2 separate regions of the Sus scrofa genome follow, and region 2 is linked to region 1. The links are chromatin contacts, called in public HiChIP or PLAC-seq maps. All regions are on one chromosome and are shown on one strand. Each heading gives the region's core, a stretch centred on a gene start, on an enhancer-like site or on the middle of the called end of the contact. The rest is flanking DNA. Distances are from core to core; before and after follow the strand shown.

The links. HiChIP or PLAC-seq counts read pairs in DNA pulled down with a chosen protein or histone mark.
Region 2: an H3K27ac HiChIP or PLAC-seq map of alveolar macrophages shows a contact between it and region 1. The contact joins two enhancer-like sites. A contact is called at or near these places in 1 of 5 promoter capture datasets (liver) and 1 of 2 datasets of contacts at active chromatin or transcription factors (alveolar macrophages).

The regions. Positions count from the first base shown.
Region 1 is chr18:1,831,475-1,834,447 of Sscrofa11.1, reverse strand. All of the region lies in intron 4 of LMBR1 (limb region 1 protein homolog), which reads right to left. Among named protein-coding and RNA genes, the nearest start is that of LMBR1, 37 kb to the right of the region's middle. Within about 2 kb of position 1,272, at least 4 of the 83 cell types and tissues checked have an H3K27ac peak or open chromatin away from gene starts, as enhancers often do. A contact at or near this core is called in alveolar macrophages, where this site is marked.
Region 2 is chr18:2,661,867-2,664,832 of Sscrofa11.1, reverse strand. The region is part of intron 1 of RBM33 (RNA-binding protein 33); the gene reads left to right. Among named protein-coding and RNA genes, the nearest start is that of RBM33, 13 kb to the left of the region's middle. Within about 2 kb of position 1,577, at least 10 of the 83 cell types and tissues checked have an H3K27ac peak or open chromatin away from gene starts, as enhancers often do. A contact at or near this core is called in alveolar macrophages, where this site is marked.

The DNA.
Region 1 (2,973 bases), core at 23-2,522:
ATGACAGCGGATTCTCATAAGCTTAGCCAGGGAGTGACTCTGATTGCAGCTTCCAGAGCAGACGGGGTTTCATTCCTTGGATAAATGAACACATCTCCTGGTTCCCGATGTGAAGCTACTGATGGGACAAAAATGCTGTTTTTTTTTTTTTCCCATCCCTGTCCACAAGGCCCACAGAAGCAGTCTGCTTTCAGCTGGCAAGGTAAGCAATACACCTTCACTGCTCCAACTGTCCTAACTCAGGGGTACACCTTGCCGATCCACGTCACGATTTAGTTTGCAGGGATCTTGATGACAATCCCTTCCAGAAGACTGGACACCCATCTACAATCCCACTTCCACAGTGGTGAAATCATGCTAATTAGACCTAGTGAGTAAGAGGTAGCAACTACTCTAGGCCTATCAGTCGGGGGCGGGGAATAAATCTAACAATAATTCAGGAGCCTTCCCCTCCAGTAAAATCTCCAGGGCTCCAGTGGTGTGGTGGGGATACCATGTCAAGATATCCCCTCTTTGGACTGTTGCATCTGGTCTCTCCTACAACCAAAAGAGAGGAATGATGCTTAGGGGGTTTCTTTGGATTTTGGAGACAAATATTCCTCCCTTGGGTGTGTTACTTCGGCCTGTTTACTGAGTGACTCCAAAAACTGCTGGTTTTGAGTGGGGCCCAGAACAAGCGAAGGCTCTGCAGCAGGTCCAGGCTGCTCTGCCCTTGGCCTTAGGATCCAGCAGATCCGACGGTGCCTGATGTGTCAGCAGCAGACAGGGATGCTGTTTGGAGCCATTGGCAGCCCTCGAGGTGGATCACAGCATAGGGCCTTAGGATTTTGGAGCAAAGCCCTGCCATCCTCTGCGGATAACTATTCCTTCTGAGAAAAAGCTCTTGGTTTGCTGTCAGGCATTCACAAAAACCGAACACTTGGGCATGGCCAGCAAGTTACCATGCAACCTGAGCTGCCGTCATGAACAGGGTGTTATCTTTATCTGACCCACCAAGCCACAAAGAGGGCGTGTGCAGCAACACTGTGACATCAGCCGGATGGGTGTACACATGGTCATGCCTGAGCAGGCCCCACAGGCACAACGAAGTCACAGGAAGAAGTGGCCCAGATGTCCATGGCCCCCTCTCAGCTCTTCTGCCTTCTCCCCCGCCCACCCTGCACCCACGGCCTCGTGGGGAGTTCCTCCCGATCAGCCAGCAAAGGACCCAAGACTGGGCCTGGGGCCAGACGGTTCTACACGATGTGCAGACACTGCCCCCAAGTGGACAGCTAAGCCCCACAGCCTCTCCCTGGGACACTTCCCAAGGACAGCAGTGGAGCAGAATCCTCTGAGTGGACAGGACTTGGGCACTGCACCTGGCTCTCACTCCACCTGGAATGAAAACTAGCCAGATGTGCAATTATACATTCACAGGCTGTGGCCAGTGGTTTGGCTGGATGGTCAGGGACTTGGAAGGAACATGAATGGAAAACTGGTCACAAGGCAGTTTGGAGAAGAGGCCTGCAGACAGACCACCGGAACCAGGAAAAACGTGAAGATACTCGTATCCCCTGTGACTGCTCATTAAAGGGGGGCCTCAGCAGAGGAGGATTTTAATATTAAAGTGGACAGAATCTCCATATCCCAGGGAGTGTCATTCACAAGGTTAAACAAAACTACAAATTCAGAGAAGAAAGACAAACATGAAGCTTTACGGAATCTACTACGTGCAGTGGATTACAGAAGATTTAGATCTACCCAAATATCAGAAGCAGAAACAAAGTTAGGGGTCATAAAACCCTAAAGAACACTTTCCCAAGCTGACAGCTTAGGCTTCCTAAGACCTGGCCCTGAGAGTACATCCAGAAGCAATGACGTAATTTAGAAGGTTCTTCCTCCAGTGCCCCACCTTCAGCTGATGTGGTCCATCAGAGGTCAAAGCTACGGTTTACTACATAGTTTATCTACTCACCCAACATGTTTACGAGGCTGTCACTATGCGGGAAGCACGGTTCTAAACCCTGATTTATAAACAAACTACAGCACCTGAACTTAGGCATCTTACACTACAGTGAGAAAAAACCAATGCAGACAAATACACTGACCTCCAAGGTTAAGGTCTCCAGCTTTAAACAGACAGCATGTCATGTACCAGCAGCTCTTACTTCCAGCCCATAAACAGAATCCAAGAAATGGCTCTATTTTAGAGTATTTGAAGGTCACTAAGTATATTGTGCAATTTCTTTTTGGTTAAACTGGCAACAAAGACCAGTTCACGTACAATACCGATAACTCATCAGAAAAATCATCGATAAATATGTTTTTCAACTCAGCATTGATAAGTACAACTCACCCTTACTTTGCTGCTTCATAATAAATTTTCAATGACTTTTCAGCAGATGGCTTACTTGTGTCAATTTCAGTAAACACCTTAGTCTGCCTGGGTTTTTTCAACTGCTTAAGCAACAAAAATGGAGTAATTTCTCTTTATTCACTTAATAGTTAGTCCTAACTTTACTGAATTATTTGGTCTTCAGAGCATCAGTGACTCCATTTGTTTCCAGTTTCAAGCATGACAGAAACCACAAACCCAGTGTAAAGTATGTGACAGACTATGATGTTGAAATTTTTCTTGTGAAGAAACAGTATAAGCCGTTTAAAGGACAACTGGGAAGAAAATGCCTGTAATTAACCTAATATACAGGTAATTACTTAAAATAAAAACACTGTAAAATGGACAAAGGAAATAGAAGGTGGCAATTTACCAAAAAACTAAATACAAATGACCATAAATGTGCTTTGTACACGTCTACCTTCATTGATAATTAAAGACCCAAGCCACGTCTGCAACCTACACCACAGCTCACGGCAACACCAGATCCTTAACCCACTGGGCAAGGCCAGGGCTTGAACCCGCAACCTCATGGTTCCTAGTCAGATTCATTTCCACCGTGCCACAGCGGGAACTCTGTTTTTTTTTAACTGATACCT
Region 2 (2,966 bases), core at 328-2,827, 830 kb before region 1:
GTGTGTTTGTGGATCTCCGTGTTTGTTCTGTTTTGCGTTTGTTGAACCTTTTGGATGTGTAGATTAGTATTTACCTACACATTTGGAAAGTTTTCGGCTATTATTTCCTCAGGTATTTCTCCCTGCTCCTCTCTTTTCCTCCTGTTACACATACTGGTGTGCTTAATGTTACCGCATGCTTCTCTTCGTTTTTTTTTTTCTGTTCTTTGCATTGGATTATCTCTATTGATCTAGTTTCAAATTTACCAATTTTTCTGCCAGTTTAAATCTGTCGTTGAGCCCTTTTAGTGAATTTTTCATTTCAGATATTTTTCAATGACAGAATTTCTTTTTGGTTCTTTTTAAATGACTTCTGTTTATTCGTATTATTTATTTGGTGCATCTTTGTCATCATATCTCCCTTTAGTTCTTTAATCATCATTTTGTTCAGTTCTTGAGCATGCTTACAATGGCCCATTCGTCTTTTTCTGTTGAATCTGACATTTGGTCTTCTCACAGGCAGTTTCTGTTGCCTGCCTTTTTTCTGATAAGTTATGGGTTGTGCTTACCTGTTTCTTTGTGTGTTTTATAATTTCTTGTTGAGAATTGAACATTTTATAGTAATACGTATAATGTGTCAGTCCTGGTGCTTGTCGCCCCACTTCCCCACCCCTAGGCCTGTTGGCACGTGTGTGTTTACCTGTGTGGTGGCTAGGTTTTAAGTGCTGTCTGTTCCACCTTCCACCCTACTCTGGGCAACTTCTCAGAAGCACCTGATGTCACTCCTCAGGGGCCACAGCCTTGGGCATGCCCACAGTCACCTTGCGAGGGTGGTGGTTTGGCTGGACCTCTTTCTGACTGTCCCTTTCTCTCATCACACTTTTGGCAGTGCCCTGGGACATAACTTGCTTTACTGGCTGAACAGTCAGATTCAGGCTCCTTTGACTGAATGGTGTCTGAGGTTAGCGTTTGAGGTCTGTTCTAAGCGAGGACCTTTGCCCATGTTTCCCAGTTTCTCTCTGGCACACTAGGCATCCTACAGTTCAGTCTCCCCCTCCACCCCTTTTCTTAGGGACACACCTGTGGCATATGGAAGTTCCAGAGCTAGAGGTCGAATTGGAAGTGGCAGCTGTGACCTTCACCACAGGAATGCCAGATCTGAGCCACATCTGCGACCTGTGCAGCAGCCAGGGGCAGTGCTGGATCCATAACCCACTGAGCGAGGCCAGGGATTGAACCTACATCCTCATGGATACTTGTTGGGTTCTTAACCCACTGAGCCACAGTGGGAACTCTCAGTTCAATGTTTATCTCCCCTTGGGCCAACTCTGAGCCCCAGTTCTTGTGTTGTGCTTGTCACATTTGAGTGACACTCTTGCTTTTGGAGCTGAGTGCCTGGGTGGCAGCAGGTGGTGGTGGGGGATGGGGCATGCTGCCAGAAGCCCTAGACCTCTTTGTCTGACTTCTCTTGGTACAGAACCCCCATCCCACGACTTGGGGCAGGGATGGCCTGGGCTGCAGTTGTGTATGTACCACACGAGGGGCCTGGCTGGAAGGAGCCCCCACCTCTCGCTCACACTTAGCCAGAAGTTAGCCTCAGCACCAGGCAGGTTGGGCAGAGGCCTGTGTTCTTGGAGTGGAGTTGATGACTCCCTGAGCTGGGGTGGAGGAGGGAGTGCATCCTGGTTCAGAAAAAACTGCAAACTCATGCGGCTGCTCTTAACACATTTGAGTAGATTTCTTAAGTGTTTTCCATTTAATGTATGCCTGTGGAATCAGTTCCAGAGATATTAGTCATTTCATTAAGAATAATTTTCGTCAGTTTCACAGGGAGCGAGTGGGTTGGTGGAGCTCCTCCTGCTGTCATACTGGAAGTAGAAGCCTACTCATTCTTTAATCTCTTTTTTTTGTTTTTTGTTTTTTGTTTTTTTTTTAAAAAGCACTTGTTCTGTTTGGTAGTGTATGGTAGGAATTGATGTATTAAGTTGTCAGAACTTTACTGGTTAATTTCTGGCCTCAGGCGGAACACTTCCTGGGTTTTTATGAAGTTTATGTATCATTAGGCTCCTCTAGGTAGACTCTGTGGGGAGGCATATGCTGCTGCTTCTCATGTCTGCTTGCATGTGTTCTAAGATGAAAAACTTTAATTCCAGTTTTTTGATTTTCCTAGTAGTAAGAATAAATTTGAAAATGAATTAGGAGGAGTTCCTGTCGTGGTTCAATGAAAATGAATCCGACTTGTAACCATGAGGTTGTGGGTTCGATCTCTGGTATCGCTCAGTGGGTTAAGGATCTGGCATTGCTGTGAGCTGTGGTGTTGGTGGAAGACGCAGCTTGGATCCCGCGTTGCTGTGGCTGTGGCATAGGCTTGTGGCCTTCGACCCCTTGGCTGGGAACTTTCATATCCTTGGGTGTGGCCCTAAAAAGCAAAAAGCAAAGAAAATGAATTAGGAGATATGGTGTGTATGCAAAATATACACTTAGTATGGGAAAAATGTAAAATGCTTATTAATATTTTCTGTATCGATTACATTAAAATGTTAAAATTTAACCTATTAAAATTCATTTGTTTATTTTTTAAAAGAAACATTTTTAAAATTCTTTTTTTAAAATTGAAGTATAGTTGTTTTATAATACTCTGTTTCAGGTGTACAACAAAATGATTCAGTTATTTGTTTTTTCAGATTACATTCCATTGCAGGTTATTACAAAATATTGAATATAATTCTATGTGTGATACAATAAATCCTTGTTGCTTATTTATTTTATATTTCGTAGTTTGTATCTGTTAATCCTTTACTCCTAATTTGTTCCTTTTTTCCCTCATCCCTCTCCCCTTTGGTAACCCTAAGTTTGTTTTTTATGTCTGTGAGTCTGTTTCTGGTTTATTTCATCTATTTCTTTTTATTTTTTTTTTAAAAAGATACTAAAAAATTTGAAATTAGGTATGTGGCTTGTGTTGTATTTCTGTTGTTACTTCTCTACGT